Linked DNA regions of Zea mays: region 2 is linked to region 1. A link is a contact called in public Hi-C data. All regions are on one chromosome and are shown on one strand. The core of a region is the stretch at or near the end of the contact, and the rest is flanking DNA. Distances in the headings are between cores, read along the strand shown. Region 1 overlaps LOC100274382 (FMN-linked oxidoreductase superfamily protein). Region 2 holds the start of LOC100191281.

Region 1 (7,039 bases), core at 2,956-5,455:
CCTTCCGTACATGCATGATGACGATCGAGTTAGGCGGCCCTCGCTAGATTTTGTGGACCACTTTGACCCTCGCTCTCACTCTCAGCTGGCCAGCCAACAGCAAAATTTGACCTGCAGCACAGCTTCTGTTTCACGAGCAATGCACTGCAATGCAAGCAAGAGATGTAGCTAGCTGGTGCTGCATGCTAGCTAGGCGCTATATACCTCGACTCTCCCCTGCCCTCCACTCCATGCATCTCGATCTTCCGCCACGTACGTCTTTCAGAATCCTGCTGCGCGCTAGCTAGCTGTGCACAGCAAAGAAGGAATCAGACCTAATAATAAGAACAGAAATCAAATTATTGGGCCAATAATGCATATGCTATCGATCCATGCACGCACAGCTCATCATATCAAGCCTGTCTCCTCGATCTGTGGTTGCTTAGCTAGCTGCAAGGGATTTTCACTGCGCGACGATGATGGGCCGATGACGAAAGTGTAGTGTAGCTGAGCTGAGCTGAGGTACACTAGCTAGACGTACTACGCGTACGTCCCACCGTACTAGCTCTAGCTAGCTAACAGCCATGCATTATATGGACGGACGCGTGACGGTCATTATTAGAGGTAGCTAGCACGTATTAGCACTAGCTATAGCTAGTGTGGGGATATATATATATATATGATGGAAGAAACGGAAGCAGCAGCAAATTAAAGCTATATATATATTAGGCAGCTATGCATGAATGGAGATGGTCCCAAATGTACGTATATACTCGTATATTGTTAGCTCCGTCCTCTACGTACAGATAGATAAGCGTTGTTGTTGTGTATATAGATAGGTATCGTCCTATACAAAGACAGAGAGAGAGAGCAGACGCAGCGGCATGGCATGGCATGGCATGTGCCCGCGCCGCTCGCTCGAATAAATAAAGGGGAAAAAACCTAATTAAGCCGCGCCATCATCTCAACTAATAACCTACTAGCTACTACCACTACTAATAATAATAATATACATAGCCGTCGTGCGTCGCCGTGTACATGTAGGAAAAGGATGCCGGCCGGCTAATAGGCTTGCTTGCATTGCATTGGCTGGTGGATCTTGGGCAGTGCGCGCGCGCGGCTGCACTACTGCCACTTGCATGGCCTAGTACCCAGTGCTCTCTAGTGCTTGCCGATGGGAGGCAGCAGGCAGCCCGGCCAGTTGCAAACAGACAGACCCACCTTTCGTTATTACTAACAGCGAGAACGCAAAAGGATTACACAGGGGCAGCCAATCAGGTACAATTAAGGGGCTGGCAAGTGGATGTTGTGCTGTGCCTGAATAACGGCTCTGCGGTGGAGAGCCTGTCCATGGTGAAGAGCCAATAGAAAATCTTCACTTCATTAGGGACCTTAAGCATCCATACAAATGCCCCATCCTCCACATGCATGTTGCAGCGAGCTAGCAGCAAGATAGCCTCCCGAGAAGAGGATGGTGGATGCATGCAGTGAGCCAGTCTGCTGCACTGCATGCTTCTCTCTGGCCTCTGGCCTGCTGGGACAGACAGACAGACTACCTCTGCCGCCGCCGTATCTGCCTCTGCCCTTGTGATCCACCTTCTTCTCAACTCCTCCGATGACACCAGAGTTTTCCCTTGTCTGAAACGACATGAATTCCGACTTGTTTGCTGCTGAAACATTCATTTTAACAGCCTGTAATTAAAATGAATGGATGGACGCGTCCTTCGTTCTGTGGTTCGGTGTCAGTAGTAGCTAGTAGTATTTTTAATGGTCACTTTTGCGCTTTCCTTTTCTTTTAATGAAAACATTCATTTTTTTTGTCGTTGATAGGAAACATATAAATAGCCTTATTCGGTTGCGTCTGGATAGAAGAAAAATTGAGAGGGATTAAATATCCTTTTATCCAATTTTGACTAGGGAGAGAGATTTAATCCCCTTCGATTCAGACGTTGCCAAACAAACCCTAGAGATGTGAAATAATAAGGCTTGTTTAGCTTAGCAAATCTCTTAACATGTGGCTAGTTAATTTGTCGGACATATGTGTGCATCTTTCCCTACCTGCCCAATGTCAAGCTTAGCAAGTCTCTAGATCCGAAATTTTTACTCACCGTCACTGGCCGTCGTGGTTAGCTAGCTATCTCACGGGGGGAAAATTTTTTTCTTTAGCAACGTGGTTACACACGCTGACACGCATGGCGAAAGCAGAAGGGACAAACATAGAAACCGATAGCAAGCAGATAGCTTCAGAGATCACTACTGTTGGAAATATGAAGAGGGGGAGGAAAAGACAACACCTTTCCCACCGACTGGCCGGTGGGCCGGCCGGGCTGCGATTCACATTCACATCTTGACTTGTGTGGCTCCGCGAAAGAGGAGTACTTACTTTTTCTTTTTTGATTTGATTTGATTTGATTTGAACATAACGTGAGCCTGAATTCCTGATGCTGCGAGAGATGCATGTGATGATGAGGTTTGAATGAAATACGTACGCCAGCACAGCCTCGCTCCTTCCTTCAATTCCGTGGTTACGCGTTTAGCCAAAGACACGACCAAAAAGAAACAACAGGACATGGCTGTCTCTCTTTCTTTTTCCTTTTTTCAAGAGAGGCCCGAAGGAAGAGAGAAGACCTTTATTACCTGTATTTATGATGAGATGCAGCAGTACTATATATGATGTGTGTCGGAGTGTCAAATTACTACTACTTTCTGCTGGTGACTGATGGGAATTTGGAATTAGAAGGGGGTCACGTGATGGCCTCCCGCTTTAATTTCACTATTGTTGTTGTTGTTACAACATTTTATTTGGGATTCTATATACATGTTTCATTCCAGATGAAAAAGACCAGCAGCTGCATTTATTTATTTATTTATTACTCGCCGCCTGCTGCAGATCTCATCTCAATGCCATTTTTTTGTGGACAAACTAGCAAACTATTTATTATTGTTGTTGTTATTAAAGTTATTATTATTATTATATCCTGCCCGGCCCATCTGGCTTTGTTGGTGTCTCTTTTGCAGAAAATCCGGCGTCTCTGTTACCTTTGAGCCCAAAGCCCAGCCCGTCTCGTTCCTCGGTCCGAGCAGCCTCTTTATTGTTTTTTTTTTCGGACAACCGGCGCGCATGATGAGCCAATCGATTAGATTCCTCGGACGGACGCACATGTCTAGCACTCGGCTATTTCATTTTCAACCAAATATTTATTTGGAAGGTGTTTATAAGGCTGTCTCTGACGGCTTATTCGTTATCTCTCGTACCGTCTTCTATTTCAAACTCAATTCTATAAACAATACAATCTATATTATAAAACAGTGTTTTGAAATGACCATTAAAAGCGATAGCTGACGGTGAACATACTAAGGTAGTGGCTTGGTTAATCTATACTTCTATAGATATGTAAATATGTTGGGGTTCGGTCCGGCGGTGAAAGTCGTCGGCGCAGCGCAAATAAAAACACCATCTTGGTGGGGTCGGAGTTGAGTGTTCATCAGACCGACATAATTAAGCGTCTGGTGTTTAATTATTAAAAAAAAGAAGGAATCAGCACGATGATGGTTCCGCAATCAGTTCCCATGATTAAGAGTGGCAGCGTTCTGCGTAGCACATGACATTAAAGCGCACGGCGCCGAAAAGACACTGTTTGTCTCTTTTGCTTTGGGTGTCCGCCGCTGCCTCGCCCTTCTCCTTTTTGCTAACCGCATGCATCTCTCTCTCTTTCTCTGTCTCTTTTAGTCTTTTTGGAGGAGGAACAAAGAACCAGTGGGGTTTCGAAAGGAGGAGTAGGCCGACAAGTAGCATCGCATCACGTTCTCCTAATGAATGACTAGCATGAGTCAAAAACACCATCCTTTTTTTAAAAAAATACTATTATTATGAGTAAATCTGGGCAGAGCTCGACGTTCAGGTTCAAATGAAAACAAGTAACACGTATACTTCTACTTCTTTTTTTTTGATAATTTACGCTCCTACTTGAACTTGAATCAATGCATACACCACAAGGGGCAGTGAAAAGGAGAAGGTCCTTCTGAAAGAGAGAAGAGGTCAAGAGGATGGATTGTAAAAAGAAAAAGGAAAAGGAGAGAAAAAAAAAAAGGAACCGGTGGTATGTAGTATGTATTAGGGCTCTAGGCACATTTGGCATCCAATCCCAAAATAAAAGCCCCAGCCTCCAGGACACGCCAACGACAACCGTTGGGCCGACGTTCCGTAACAGGCCACGATGGGCCGGACGATACTTTGCCCATGAGAAATCCACTCGTTCGTGGGCCGTGTCCGTCTTGTGAGGATAGACGATGCACCTTCTTCTTTATCTCGGAAGGTACTCATGAGGGAGACGCGTCGTCAAGCAATTAAGTTATTAGAGCAGCTTCCTAAAAAATGACTCATCAAAATCAGTTTTAAGGAGATATCTAAAAAATTAGTAGGGGTAGATTTTAATCCTTTCTCCAACAGATCACTTAAAGCGAACGATTGTTTCTAGGGAGCCCAAATAATTCCTCATATGTACCTACAAATGATGGAGTTTTAAGGGCTATGAAAAAGTTGAGAGCATTTTAGGGGAACAGTTGGAGACACGTTTTTGTGTTTTTCTCAAAAAAAAAACTTGATCTAGGAAAAACTGTTGAAAAGCTCTTGGAGATACTCTTAGGTGCTTATTTTATGGTGTGTTTGGTTTGAGAAATGAGGTGGTCGATCTTTTTCTCAATCCTCACTTTTTTATTTGGTTTGTGGAATAGAATGAGTTGATTTATTACCACCACAATTCTCGTAAGCTAATAACAGTATATACATGAGGATTGAGTTGATTTTACCAAAATTTATGGAATGATGCATCATCTGATGAAGTATAAGGTAGTATAAGGTGATTCTATGAACCAAACACACCGTTAGATTATTATTTGACTTTTTACCCGCTAATAATTTGTATAAACAAACATCTCTAACAAGATTATATAAATTAGATTATATAACCTGAATTATATAATCTATATAAAATAAGCTGGATTATATAATGATGTGTGCAACCCTGGGAGAAGAAGATCTGGGTGATGAACGTTGTGAACGTGGACGCGCCCGACACACTTTCGGTCATCTTCGAGCGCGGGCTGCTGGGCATCTACCATGACTGGTGCGAGTCCTTCAGCGCCTACCCGAGATCAAAGAGGTCAGTGGCCAGCACCACCAGTCTGTCTGTTTTCTTCACATCTTTCTAGCTTGATGACGCACATGGCCGTCTTCTTCAGATGCGCGGTTCTGCCATGGTGGTGGAGGTGGACAGGCACAGGATCGTCAGGCCAGGGGTCAGCATCGTCGTGCGCGACAAGGCCAGCGCCGTCGGCGAGGTGGACAAGCTCCTGAGATCGCTCCACTTGGACGCGCGGCTGAAGGACGACGAAGGCGTGATGTACGCAGAGAAGCCCGATTGGCGGCCGGAGCTCGAAGAAGAGCCGTTGTAATGGCCACCATTTCAGAGTGGCGAGCAGTAGGGTTCTTTTCTTTTCTTGCGTCCACCAGCATTGATAGTACTGTACATGATTTTGTCATTGCTGCAGCAGTAGTATGTACAGTTTGTTCATAAGCATCAGAATTCTAGATTATATTATATACATACATACAGCAACCCGAGTGTCTGATGATAGTTACGAGATTCCATATTGTGTGTACCTTGCACGCCAGACGGCCAGAGGTTCTGTGAAATATATGCGCAGCTGAACATGCGCGCGAACATGTTGGTAATATAGCTTTGTGAAGCGTCCAAAGATAAGTTCAATAGCAAATCCAAATTATCTGAGACCATGTAATGATGTAAAAATGATTTTACATATCAGCTGTTACAACAATGAGGTGAGCCGTTGCACTGTAGCTGCTCAACTCAAAATATGCTTTACTAATCGAGGTTTAATTGTAGTCCAACAATCTCTTCCAGTCTGTACTATAGCAGGTCAAAATTGGTACAAAATGCTTCAGTTTTCATCAATTGCTCCTCTCCAATAATGATAGGCTGCAGATATAAGAACCTGTCAGGCATTGCTAGAGGCTAATGTTTGTCCTAGTGCAGTCTCCTTTCTGTAAAGTGGCACTCTTCCACCGAGGTCCTTCAGCCTCATTACCATGTCATGCAACCATTCGAAGGTGAGCTTGTTCTGCTTATTAAGTTCCTCCCTCACCTCTGGATGCACCCTAAACCAGTCGCCCAACATCTTGTGGACATGGGATCTAACCATTCTCCACGGCACAGGGTACTGCTCACACAGCTTCAGATATTCAATCACAAGATCAGCCTGGTCCAAGCCACCGTCTCCATTCTCGTCACCATCTTCTTTCCATTCCTTTGTCCTGAAACCAGCAAAAACTGCTGGGTTTTCTAGAAGAGTTTCAGCTGAAAGCACACCATCAGCACCAGTATGTTCAAGGCAGTTCTTCACATCCTCCATATGGCGAATGTTTCCATTTGCAAGAACGGGTACTCTAAGTGCATCCTTCACGGCCTTGATGGCATCCCAGTCAGCTCGAAATTTCTTCCCATCCTTTTCGTCTCTTGTCCGGCCGTGGACAGCCACAAGAGAAGCACCAGCTTCCTCAAGCATCTTCGCATATGCTAATGTGTCTTCCAGTCGTGGAAATACACGGATCTTAACTGAGACTGGAACATGAAGATTAGCTGCTAGATTCTGCACGAGGGATTTTACGAGGGGAAGGTTGTCCATGAGAAATGCTCCATAGTTACCCCGTCTTGCAATACGCTGCGGGCAACTGCAAGGCAATATATTAACGCGATTCAGAAGAATATGGAACCATATTTTTCAAGCAATATATATACGGGGAAATGGTATATGTTAACTAGAGATGTACCTGTGGAATATTCAGCACTAGTGCTCTAAGCAAGCTAAGAAAGCAGTTAGCGGCAGATAAACTAACACTAAAATTAAAAAGCAGCAGGTTTCGAGTGGAGTGTGCAGAGAATGACCTAGCATGGTGGCTTATTCTTCATCACATTAGTATCGCGCTTGAAGGCTTGAGGGCTGATGCACCACTAACAACGTTACTCAACGACTTTATCCA
Region 2 (7,039 bases), core at 1,949-4,448, 430 kb after region 1:
CTAATTTCTAATGTTTACTTCCATACAGGATTTAGGAGAGACAGGCCTATGTTTTATTTGGGACGCTTGCGGTGAGGCTGCATCATATCACTGACAGTGTCTTTGATGTAGGTCCCAACTCTATTCAGGTTCTTAGCCACACCACTGGCCACAAGACCTGCATTCCTCTGAAATCTGCAGGTTCGATAGGAAAAACTGTTGGAATGACAATGCGAGTTTCAGAACTTACAAGCTCATATAATAAACCAAAAAGACCAACTCACTTCGTTAAGAAATCATCTCCTGCATGCCCTGGTTTATATTGACGTGGTTTTGGAGCTGTGGAATCGTAAAGAGTAGAAGTTTTAAGAACATAAGCCATGCAAAAAAAAAATCACAAATATCCAAGAAAGAGAAGCATGCTTCCGACATGCAAAACAGCAAAAGTAACGCCAAAAGCACACGGGAGACACAGACAAGGTACATTGTACACAGGTATTCTTCACAGTTTCACCAATCACCAGTGAAGCGTGTAGTTTTAGGACCAAGTTTCTCTAACCCTTGCTTTGGACACAAAATAAGCCCATATAATAGAAGCTGGCGATGGGTATAGTTGGCAAAAGTACTATCAGGAATTAAGTTTGGATACTACTAAGAACCAATCATGTTGATAATTCTATTTTGTGTATCAGGACAAATTTCCATGTGTTAGTTGACTATTAGATAAATTTTATTTTTCGTGAACATATTTGGTGATTTCTCCACGCATGTACAATGAAAAGAATAAGGATTTCCAATAAGGCAACAGTGTGTATATATTTTTCTTTTTCCAATTTAGTGGTTGATCTCTCAAGGTTTCATACATCCACAAATGCATCACTCAGCATCGTAAATCAGGATGCCATTCTAACTAGAAGTCGGATGAGCATTGACGGTGTATTTCAGGTAACATGCCCGCGATGGTAGACTAATCAACGAGAAATTAATATATTTGAACAATCAACTGCGACACATTAAGCACCTCTATCCACAACCAAACATTCGTACATTTCTAGCATATTGTGGTGGCTTTGCAGTTGCTAGCACACATACTAATCGAAGTAACAACAGAAGAAAATGTTTTTTACCTTCTTTCTTAACGTTTGTTGGGACTTTTCTATCTATCAACAGCTGGAAAGGGGACAACATATTCTTTGTTAGCAAAATAGACATGTGAATGATCATAAGGTGCAGTTTTAAAAATACTAGCTGAGCAGTTTGAACAGTCGGTGCCGACTTGGTTTGGAGGAATATCAAGAACAGATTTCAGAATAGAATGACTGCATTTTTTGTACTGTACTACTTGGTCGAAAAAAGAAAAGAAGCTTCTATGATTATTGTAAGAAACATAAAGGTTATGAAGATAAACAAATTGGCATGAATATTTATCCCACCATTCTGACACTCAGCATAACTAAGGCTCAATTTTCTCATCAGATAGATCCTGAGAATCTGTGCTACATCAGCTATCGCTGGATAAAGTTCACAGTTAACAACATCAAACACACCATGTCTAACTGCTTACTTATCCATCATGACACTCTAACATGGTCCTGATTTGTGAATGCATCATAAATGCATAGGATTACATGGTTAAGCATATATTACCTCGACTCCAGCACAAACAGGCAGATGGGCACGTGGCTTATCTCGTACCCCCGTAGGAGTTTCCTTGCCATTTAAGTACATTGAATAGCCAATGCATGCATATCTGAAATCTGCAAGATAACGACCTTCTTGGATAGCTTCCAGTTCAAGTTTTCCAACCTTACGCTCAGAAACTGGTACACAGTTAAAAGAGAGGGAATAGTCAACCAAACAGTTAAAAAGAATGGAATCACCGAATCAGATAACAAAATAGACAGACCATGAAACGTAGTTCAAGAGTTAGACTGCTCCTTACTTAATTAGACAATAAAAAAACTATATACATTATAAACACAGATAAGGATTATTTTTGCAGTGAGTCATAGGATGAGAACCTTAGCACAATGTTACAAGACATATTGATTGTCTGGAACCTACGCTTTTGGTCAGTAGCTAACTAGCACCAAGTGTGTCGATTATATTTTTCCACTCAACATACGAAATTCCCTAATAGGCCTAGCCTAGTGCTGTTCAGTGGGATTATCTGAGACTCTAAAACTGTAAAGAAAAGCTTATATTTCCCATAACTTTTGGGGACACCTGGTAGTACACAATTCTAATAGCATGCTGCCCATGTCTTGCTGGGTCAGGATAGTACCGCCGTTACCCTTCAGCCCAAAAAGGTGGGAGAACCCAACAAAATCAACAAATTAAACGCCTCCTTATGAAACAAAATTGATTTACTCTGTAACGAGCCAATACATAAACCCTAAAACTCATCATACATACAAGGATTAGCACTAAATTGCACAGAGGTAATACTCGGTAGAGAACCTCATGTGAGCCATATGCGCCACGGCATAGAATAGTTCAAATTTCCCACTGCTGAAAGCCTTCTCATTCAGTTCTCATTTGTCAATACTCGGTGCCCTAACTGTAACATAGGGATGAATAGTTTACAACTAAATCTGCGTGGATGATGGAATTAATCGGGTTTTTTATGGATGAAAAGCCCTGATAACACCCTTCCTAGCACAACTTGAGACCATATAAATTGCTAAGAAATGCCCATGTCTTCCTTCCCCATCTCCCAACAGGAGCGTAGCAGTGTGGAGGAACCTGATCAATACTCAGCAGACACACCCTGTGAGGCTGTGACAGGAAGCGGTCCGCAGTTGCGGAGTGAGCACCGAAAGACGAGGGGGCGGCTTCGGATACCGTGGCTGGACGAACCAGCAAAACCCTAGCGCAGGCAGAGAAGAGGAGAGGATGGATACAGTGGCCGCGGAGGCGCGACTACCTTGGGGAAGGGCGCGGGTGACGCCGACGCAGACGGGGCCGCGCGCTCGCGACCTGAGCTTTGACGAGTAGTAGAGGCAGCCCTTGCAGGACCTCCCCTTCAGCATCCCTCCACCTGCCCCTGCCCCTGCCCCTGCCTCCGCTCCCCCTCTCGCCGCCGGCGTGGAGGCGCCCTCCTCCCCGGCGGCGCCCTCCATGTCCGGGCCACGGGCGGCTGAGGCGCGCGGCGGCGGCGGGAGAGTGGTAGCGGCGGAATGGGCGGATCGGCAAGCGCGTCGGGGGGAGAAGAGGCGGGGCCGACGTGAATGAAAAAAGAGCCAATTCATTAGAACGCATCAAAATATTAAATATTCTAGAGGAGTGTTTTAATGCATTAGAGTTACTTGAATACATTTAAACAGTCTAGCTATTTTTAGCAAATTAGCTAATAGTTAGCTAGATGTTTGTTAGCTAGCTATTTCACTAGTAATTTTGTAGTCAACTAACTATTAGCTTAGTGCATTCAAACACTCATTATATCTACCATTAAAAAAAGTTTTAGAGACTATATATGACTGGTTTAGTTTTTCCTACTCTTAGGCTAATCTCAATGGCCATTTCATTACACTCTTTCCGATGCTGGCATATCATCAAGTGTGCCATGAAACTAAAAATAAAATGATGTTTCTCAATGCAAAATTTTATTTCACTATTTATAGACTAATATATCAATTAAATGTTGCAACTAAATAGTCAATAAATATTAGTAAAACATGTGAAATAAATCACTCTCGATGGAGGCTTTACACAGTTTCCAATACCTTAGAAACATGTTGACATAGTTTCGTCCTGATGAAACTAGTTTCATCCCATAAAACTCATTTATCTTAAATACTATGTCATGTCATTTAAAATACTGCTTCAGTTTATTTGGCATCTAACGGCATCTAAGAGCAAAAGGTTGTGAGGCTTAAAAAGCCACTAACAAACATTTTTCATATCGCAATGCCACTATCATCATCTTTGTTACATCAAACTAGCATGATATGCTCTAGAACTATAGTATCAATATTTTTTTACATATATTTGGTTGAAATTTTAAAAACATATAATATTTTGATAGGCGACAACGACCCTTGTTTTGAGGCTACATCCAACATTGGTATTAACCGTTGGCGTGGCATGATCGGCGTTTGCTACTGAATATACGAAAACTTTAGGCCATATGTAGCAGTTTATCTAAATTTTATCCAAAAGCACTGTTCTGCACTATAGACTGTAATGTTCGCAGAGTAAAGTTTCAATATGGTTATGGGTAAACTGCTAAAGATAGCTTTAGATTATACCACTACCGAAATAGATGATGGCATAAAAAATGACCACGGGATGACAATAAAAATGGATCAAACTATTAAATCGAGAAGAGGAAGAAAATAAAGAAGAGATGGATGATGGTGATGATGATGAGTATGAGTAGTTTTATTTTTTATGAACTATGTAATTTTATTTTATTTTTTACTTATTTTTGCATTTTGATTACTTTGTTTAAATCATTAAGTTTTTTCCTTTAACTTGTGTGCTCAATGATTTTTTTGTCAAGCAAAATGTTGTGTTTGGTTTTAAATTAGGGTAGCTAATGTGATTGGTGGCTGATGTGTACCTATCCATGCCCGAACGTATCTGCTTATAACGAAACAGTGATACACATGTGGTGGTTTCAAATTGGTGGGAACTGCAGTGTTAGAGCCTGTTATGCTTGTTTGCTGTGATATAGATGATGATAGTGGCATGAAATGCATAAAATTGTTTGTCACTGGCTTGTTAGGCGTCACAACTTTCTCTTAGATGTCGTTAGAGGTCAAACAAACGACAGTGACACTAATGGAATGAAAAAAAAACTAAACTAGTGGCATGATAGGCTCAAAAACTTTTTTAGTGGTAGATATAGATCATCGAACTTTTTAAATGAGTTGTAATCAGTGTGCTTGTTCGACTCCCCCACATTTGGTCGTCGAACTCTTTCCCATCCGAACCTCCTTCACCTCGAAGTCACTGCATGCCTCACCCCATTCACACAAGCACGCCGAGAGGAGCTTTGTCGACTACTGGATCCAGTCGAGCTAGGGATGGCAATGGGTACCCGAAACCCGATGGGTAAAAACCCTATTAGGACACGGGTATGGCGGATTTTGATACCCATGGGTATTTTATTGGGTCATTTGTTATGCTCATCGGGTACGGTGGGCGTGAGTATGTTCTCGGTTGCCCCATACCCGCTACCCGATGGGGAACTCGCTAATATATGACATGTGGGTCTGAATTTATATGTCTCATATAAAATGAATTTGCTCTTGCTATTTGCTAACCCTAATACCCTAACGCGGCCACCAGGGGTCCAGTCGTCCAGGGCACCACGCACGGACGCACTAAGCGTCCAACATGTGATAAAATTATGTTGGGTTCGATACATTTGTTATGTTGGTACTTATTTTTTCGATTCAAATGATCATGTCTATAGTAATGTTAATGGGTATGGGTACCCGATGGGTACCCGCTACCCATGGTGGATATAGGTATGGCGTAATTTTGTACCCATGATGGGTAGTGGGTATGAGTATGGGTCAATTTTTTCCTAGTGAGTATGAGTATGGTTTCGTATGCCCACTGGGTACCTTACCCACTGTCATCCCTAAGTCGAGCTACTCACCCGTGAAACGTGGCAATCTTTCGCGTCGAGCCATCGACGCTACACCACCGGCGATCACCTTCCGGATCTAGCGGCCTAGGTGGTCGCTCACAGCTCCAACGCCACAGAGGTCAGCTTCTGGATCCCCATCGACCAGCTCCAACTCCGTCATCTAAATCCAGTTGCGATCATCTTGCGGATCCCCCATCGAGCAGCTCTAACTCCGGCAAGGTTTATGCTCTTACAGGTTCGCCAACGCATCGACCAGATCCAACTCTGGCAAGAAGGTAGAAAATTCTACTTTTGTTTTCGCACAAACACTCCAACAAAAAATATTGTACCTTTGTATTCGTACAATCCCTGTCACAGTATCATATCTACATTTTTTGGGTCTACCTCAATGACAACAACCCTCTCAATACCTTTGAAGGTGTGATGTCAATACCTAGAAAGCTGACTGCATTTGTTTAAAACATTGGTTTCGTAGATGTGGTTATGATTTTGGCACAAACAGAAGCGTGCCCGAGAACAAGCTAGGGCCTCTGCGAATCAGATGCTAATTACTGCAATTGTTGTTCCTATATTGCAAGAAGAACTAGAGAGCCAACAATACCGCCATAGGGGTTCTATCTTTGGTCGATAAGTAATCCATCGTGACTGCTTCATAGGCCATCGAAAGATCAAGGCCGATTATTTTGACCCGAATCTCATTTACAACGAAAATATCTTTTGTTGGTGATTACTTTTTGTCCTTGTGTTCCACATGGTTTGCTGATGTCTAATTCAAAAATACCTAGAATTGGAAGGTTTTGCTGAATTATGTCTCACTGGAAGCTTCACTCCGCGTAGCGCCTGCTCTAGTTGCTGGAAGTCTTTTGTGTAGGTACCTAGTTTTAGCTAGACCAGAAGTATTTTTATGTACGGTTTCAACAAGCTATGTGCTTGTAGACTCGACATGGTATTGTAGGCATCTATCATTGCAAACAATATATCTGAATGACATTTGAAAGTCGCCTAGAGGGGGTGAATAGGCAAAACCTGGAATTTATAAACTTAAACACACACTAAGGTCGGTGTTAGCGTTAGAATTAAATTCGAGTGCGGAAGATTGTTTCTCTTGCTATGAGTTGCTCAATTAATGCGGATGACGTTTGGGAGCAAACTCAAATCAATGTTAGCAAGGAAACTTTAGGGAGAGGAAAGAGAGAAAACAAATCAAATGGAAATCAACACAAATGGATACGGTGATTTGTTTTACTGAGATTCGGTTCCAAAGAACCTAGTCCCCATTGAGTAGGCCACAAAGGTCGAGTCTATTCCAACATTTTCCCTCTTTCAAACGGTCACTTAGACCGGATGAGCCTTCTCCTTAATTAATCGGATCACTAAGACCCCGCAAGGACCACCACACACTTAGGTGTCTCTTGTTAGCTTTATAAAGCATTTAGAGAATAAGAATGAGAAAAGAGA

Evidence for each region. Hi-C and Micro-C count contacts between places; a contact is called where the count stands out from the background.
Region 2: a contact with region 1 is called in a Hi-C map of leaf, with 5 times the contacts expected there. The contact joins the promoter of LOC100191281 here to the enhancer-like site in region 1. A contact is called at or near these places in 3 of 25 Hi-C or Micro-C datasets (endosperm, leaf and tassel).

The regions. Positions count from the first base shown.
Region 1 is chr5:62,106,391-62,113,429 of Zm-B73-REFERENCE-NAM-5.0, forward strand. It overlaps LOC100274382 (FMN-linked oxidoreductase superfamily protein), which reads right to left. Exons shown (of 3, transcript NM_001148742.2): 3 at 5,741-6,730. The coding sequence ends at 5,998. Among protein-coding and RNA genes, the nearest start is that of LOC100274382, 4.6 kb to the right of the region's middle. Within about 2 kb of position 4,206, at least 19 of the 20 cell types and tissues checked have an H3K27ac peak or open chromatin away from gene starts, as enhancers often do. A contact at or near this core is called in endosperm, leaf and tassel, where this site is marked.
Region 2 is chr5:62,540,392-62,547,430 of Zm-B73-REFERENCE-NAM-5.0, forward strand. It overlaps LOC100191281, which reads right to left and starts at 3,199. Exons shown (of 5, transcript NM_001136715.1): 1 at 2,906-3,199; 2 at 1,627-1,799; 3 at 1,107-1,149; 4 at 264-318; 5 at 1-174. The coding sequence starts at 3,101. The coding sequence ends at 54.